Regions from separate parts of the Callithrix jacchus genome. Here region 1 is linked to region 2. A link is a contact called in public Hi-C data. All regions are on one chromosome and are shown on one strand. Each heading gives the region's core, a stretch centred on a gene start, on an enhancer-like site or on the middle of the called end of the contact. The rest is flanking DNA. Distances are from core to core; before and after follow the strand shown.

Region 1 (2,784 bases), core at 224-2,723, 340 kb before region 2:
GTAAACCTCAAATTCACTGACCTGCATCCATTTAACCAGTATTACAAGACTGTAGCTCAAAACCTAAAAAGAGCTGCTAATCCTGTCCTACAGATAATAACCAATGAGTGTTTATCCTCACAAGACATTTGGTCTTCCTGTTAGGAAGCGCAGGAGTGAGGAAAGGATGTGGAGTACAAGAGTATATATCCTAGTACGCAACTCACTCGTTCTTATGAAATACCTAAATAATATGAAATTTAACTTAAACTATAACTGGCAAACGTAATCGGTGAGCAACAATGATCAAGGTTAGAAATGTCCCTGCTATCTTTTTATAACATCTGTCTATATACAAATGACAAACACAGAAACTGCTACATGAAAATTCTATGCATATTCACATGTGCAGCAAGTACTATAAAGCATAAAAACTAACAAAAGAATGTTAATATTCAGAACTCTTAAAGGCCATTTCTCTTATACTTCTTTGATTCTATTTCTACATCAACACCGAAAATTTCAAGCTACATTGTTATAATAGACCATTAATTGAATTTGCAGAATTCAAAAATTAAGTTGATTTGAGTCTGATAAAAATACACACACACACACACACATTATAAGTTACTTGAATAAGCAGTATCAACAAGAGAATAAACTAGAATTTATAGTCAAACAAATTATATAGTCCACAGAGTGAGAAAAAAGTGTAAAACCCAAAGTGGCCATCGCTGATTGCTATTAGTTGGATTAAATGTGCCTTGGTTAATCTACTATAGTTTCATGTGTTGTTTAATTACTTGAAAAGGTCGTCAAATGTCCCTGGATTGCAGATTGCAACATACTACCTAAAACACCTATAGGTGACCAAGAGAGCACCCAGTGATCCTAAAGTCTCCGTGGCAGAGACAGGATTAAAAGTAATACCCGACAAGACTGTAGCATTTAATTAAGAACAGGAAAGCACAGGCAGGAGGAGATGAAACTTTACAAGCCTAGGCGTTTCTCAGCTTTAAAAAAAAAAAAAAAAAAAATGCTGTGAGTTGGTTTTCCCAGCAAGGAAGGTTGATGAGCATGCACTTGGCTCCAAAAAGCCGCTATTACACAAACAGAATCCAAGTGCCTGTCTAAGCCGCCCAGCCTCGGTGCGTCGGGTAACAGCCAATGGCGGCGGCGCACCACCTCCCCCCGCCTCCCGCAGGCCCCGCCCCCTGCAGCGGCCCCGCCCCGCCGCCCCGCCCTGTCCTCGGAGGCCTGGGCTCCGCGGCCCGGCCCGCGTCCTTCTTCCGTAGCTCCTGCCTTTTCCACCATCTGCCACTCTTTTTAATTACGCGGACGAGTTGCAACTCATCCAGCCCTTAAGTTCGGGTGGTGGTTTTGAGAGGGGAAAAGAGATGCACCAGAGGAAGTAGGGAAAAAATTAAAACCTTAAGCGCTGAGCGCGCTACGCGGGACGCCGAGGTTGGGGCGCGTGGCGAGGTGGGGGACCGCGGCGCGACACGGCGCAGGGGAAACGTTCGGGGGCCTGTGTGAGACTGGCTGCGCCCGCTCAGGAGAACGCGAAGCTGTGTCAGCAAAACTTTAGAATAAACACGCTGTGCGTGCGGCCTCGGCCTCCAGGAGGAGCCTGCGGGCGCGCGGGGCGGACGGTGCCTGCAGGCGGCGGCCGCGCTCGCCCGGGAGGGAATGTGGCTACGGCCGGCGCCTCCCTCCGCGGGGGCCCACAAAGGCCCATCTGTGCGCGATGCGGCCCGGGGAGCGCCGAGGCGCCGTCTGAGGAGCCCGGTCCCGTTTGGCCAGGCTGGGGACGCGGTTGTTTTCGTCCCCTGCCCCGGTCCCCACGAGCCTACGTGCGGGGGAGGGCAAACGGCAAGGGAACCCACGCCCGAGCTGGGACAGGCCGGGAGGCGGGAGCGGGGCCTGCTGGGAGAGGCCGCTGCGCTGGTGTGTGGCTCAGTCTTCGCACTCGCCCTGCGCCTCCGCGGCAGTTTCCTCCGCCCGCAGCCTGGTGGTCCGCACGCCCGGGGAATCCCGGGGTCCGTGGAATCACTGGTTCCCCCTTCGGAGGTGGGGGAACTTCGGAGGCGGATTCCTCCGTGGGCGCGGGCAAGTCTCCCCGCGGGACCGGCACGTGAAGAAAACAAAAGAAACGAAGGCGAGCTGTGGACACGCCGTGAGGACGGGAAAAGCGCGGCCTCAGAGGGGTCCTGCGTCCTTCACACCCTCCTGCAAAATCCTCTCTCTCAAGCCAGGCTCTGGCCACGAGTAAAAGCGCAGCCCAGGAGGGAAGGACGCTGTCGGCGCGCAGGCGTCCGGGCGGGGGATTCCGGGCCGCTATTTGAGGGCGAGCGCTGAAAGTTTCCGTGTCCCCGGATCCCTGATTTATCAAATTCTGCAAAGCAGCAAGAGTCCGTAGGCCACTAAGGTTATAAGAATGTATCGTTTCTAGCCACAAGTCCCAAGATTTTTTGTAGAAGATAATTAAGGACTCAACAGACAGCACTCCTTAAAAAAATAATTAGGGAGAGGTAACAAGTCTTTGAGGAAAAAGCAATGGGAAAAAATTAGGAAACGAAAAATTATTTTGAGGAAATTACATATAGTTTGAAACCACCACTATTTAAAATTCACAGTAGGAGACATGGCCAAACTAGGCTTCTCTGTTATCTGATGCCATCTCATTGAGTTCTACCTACTATTTATAGTTCCAATGGCATCAGTTGGAGAAAAACATGCCTGGTGGCTAGAGGCGAAGAATTCAAACACAACCCCTTATTAAAAAGTTAACGTTTTGGTTAATTT
Region 2 (2,700 bases), core at 77-2,576:
TTTCAATGACTGTGTAATATTCTATCGAGTGACTGTGCGACAATTTATTTAAAATTCCTTAACGATGCACATTTATCTTGTTTTCAATCTATCAGTGTTCTCTTGCTAATTCTGAGTTCCAGCTCTTTCTTAACAGTGATGTCTAAAATCTCCTGTGTCTCTTATGCTTTTACTGATGAGAAACATTGCTGTGGTCAAAGATCTTTAATCAAAACACTACTTCCTCTTTGTTACTGTATTCTTTCTCCCTCTTTGATAAAGACCCCCCACAAATGGTATTGAATGTTTTGTTCTGGGAGTCACAGGCCAGGGATTTTCCTTGACTTTTTTTTACTTCATGTGATTTTTCTGAAATTCCCCTATAAGCTGTCCTGTTTTTCTTCTTCTGACTTTTGTTTCTGTATATCCACATTCCTTTTTATTACAGATTTGCACGTGCGTATTCCAGAACCCCTGAGCAGCATGTTTTGTGCTTTTCCTGGCTGTTACCTGCGTGGCAGGGTACTCAGTGGCTGCCTGGCTTCCTTTTCTCTGGCCCTTGAGTAACCCCCTGTGCAGATTCACCACTTTCCTACTCATGGTACGTTCCCTGCTTTGTTCGTGCTGTTCCCTCAACTTGGAGTGGCCTTTACTGTCATCTAGAGCTGGTCTTCAGAATCCAGCACAAATGCCTGGCCTTTCACAAACCACCGTCCGACGCTTTAACTGTTCTTTCCTGTGCTTGGCAGCACTTGACGATCACCTCCAATATGTACTCTTGTAGGAGGCATCTACTGAGCACCTATGGTGTGCCCTGGCGGGTTGGGGCAGACACAAATAACAACTAGTCTTGGTATCCACCCGCTAGGAGTCTCCAGCGGAAATAGGAAGACAGCACTGGAACCCAGTGTAGTCCAGGCTGCAATGGAGGTCAGCAGAGACGCCCAGGGAATGACAGGGCCACGCCAGCACTCGCTGGCTGTTATTTAACGCACGTTTTCCCTTAGTGAAAGTCAAGATCCTGAGAAGTGATCGTTTCGAATTCGCCTTTTCGGGACTGCGGCAGCGCTTAACGCGCCTTATGCTAATGGCGCACGTCGGGGGGCTCCCGGGAGAGGACGGGTGGGCGGGCCCCAGGCGCAGGTCCAGTCCCATTACCCACATTTCCCGGAGCCCAGGCTACTTTTCACATCTTTCATTCTCCCTGAAATAGATGCACATTCGCCTCCAGATTTAGAATAGGAGCAATGACTATTTCACGAAAGCCTGGAAAATATGACTTGTCCAGAAATGGCTTAAGTCGGTCATAGATCTTCAGGCTCCTGGCAATTGCGGGACGGGGCTGTGCCCTAACTGCATCCATTTCCTCCCAGGCCTGATTGGAAATCTTGCACCGGCAACGCGAGCCCCGCTCCTCGGCTTCCAGGAGCCAGTAGGGGACGCGGGAGAGGGGCCTTTCTTCGGGGCGCGCGTACCCCCACTGGTGGCTTCTCCAGCTCCTCGCCCTGCCGCCCAAACTCCGCGGCGCCTTCCGCTCCATACTCGGTTCCGGCCCGGGTTTTGCGGCCCGCCCACCGCCGCGCTCGCCGAGCCGGAGGCTGGCGCCGCCGAGGCCGGGGCGTGGGGGCCGCAACGCGCACGCGCGCCCGCGGCGTCGGAGGCTCCCTGCGCCCCGACTCCGCGCGGCCGGAACCCTCGAGCCTCCGCCCCGCCCGGAGCCGCCCGGGACCCGGACCCCGCGCGCCCTGCGCGCCCCGCGCCGGGCGGGGACTGTTTTCTCTGCCCGTGTCCTCTCTTCTCCCCACGCCGGGGAGGAACATTCCTGGCTCTCCACCCCGGGCTGCGTCTGTTCCCGCTCCTCCCCCGCCGCGTGTTTTCCGCCCCAGTAAAGATCGTGCCACACAAATAAGCCTCGAATGCCCTTTGCCGAGCGGGCGGGAGGGCAGCGAGCGCAGAGCCCGAGCGGGCCATTTTCAGGGCGCGTCTCCGGAGCCGCTAAAAGTCTTGTTTTCTCCCAAAAGTGGAAGGTTGGGGGTGGGGGGACGGGCGTGGGGCCGCTTCCAACAGCTACACACGCTCGAATAGTTGTCAGTAAAATCAAACTGACGTCAGCCCCGGGGAAAAAGATAGGTCTCTTTTGTTCTCATGTTCTCCCCCCGCCCCCTGCGATCAAAGGCAAAAAACATTTTTTGGAGGTGGGGGGAAAGGCAAAAAGGGGGAAAAAATTGCAATGCAGAGAGATAGCTTCCATTAGAGCTCCTGCCCGGGCGATGGGAATGTTTAATGAATGCATCAAGCCTTTTGATCACCCTCGCTCGGCTGGGTTCAGTAGTGCCGGAAGGTTAGTTGCATCTCCCGTGGCTGATCTGAAATTCGATCAGCAGAGGGGGCAAAGAAAAGAAAAGCATTTTAATGGGAATCAATATAGGATCAGAGGTCTTGGAAGGAAATACGTGTTGATTAAAAATGCCACAAGATTAAAAAATGCCCACGACTTGTTTAAAAAGAGAAAAGGAAAAAACAGGAGAGAAAGGAGAGAGAGGAGAGAGAGGAGAGGGGGAGGAGGAGAGGAAAAAACCCTTAGCAATCTATTTTCTCTGTGTGTTGCTGCCAGAGAGGCAGTCAGCAGACCAACAGTTTGTGTAATGCTTCAAGCTACAGCGGGCAAATTTAAAGCTGTATGCTCAGAACAACATAATAAATACTTATTGAAAATGCGTT

What was found. A called contact is a pair of places that touch in the nucleus more often than the background predicts.
Region 1: a Hi-C map of skeletal muscle shows a contact between it and region 2, with 5 times the contacts expected there. The contact joins two enhancer-like sites. A contact is called at or near these places in 2 of 3 Hi-C or Micro-C datasets (both in skeletal muscle).

The regions. Positions count from the first base shown.
Region 1 is chr4:163,850,045-163,852,828 of calJac240_pri, reverse strand. The region is part of intron 4 of ARID1B (AT-rich interaction domain 1B); the gene reads right to left. Among named protein-coding and RNA genes, the nearest start is that of ARID1B, 250 kb to the right of the region's middle. Within about 2 kb of position 1,473, at least 13 of the 16 cell types and tissues checked have an H3K27ac peak or open chromatin away from gene starts, as enhancers often do. A contact at or near this core is called in skeletal muscle, where this site is marked.
Region 2 is chr4:163,512,542-163,515,241 of calJac240_pri, reverse strand. No RefSeq gene overlaps it. Among named protein-coding and RNA genes, the nearest start is that of ARID1B, 92 kb to the left of the region's middle. Within about 2 kb of position 1,326, at least 16 of the 16 cell types and tissues checked have an H3K27ac peak or open chromatin away from gene starts, as enhancers often do. A contact at or near this core is called in skeletal muscle, where this site is marked.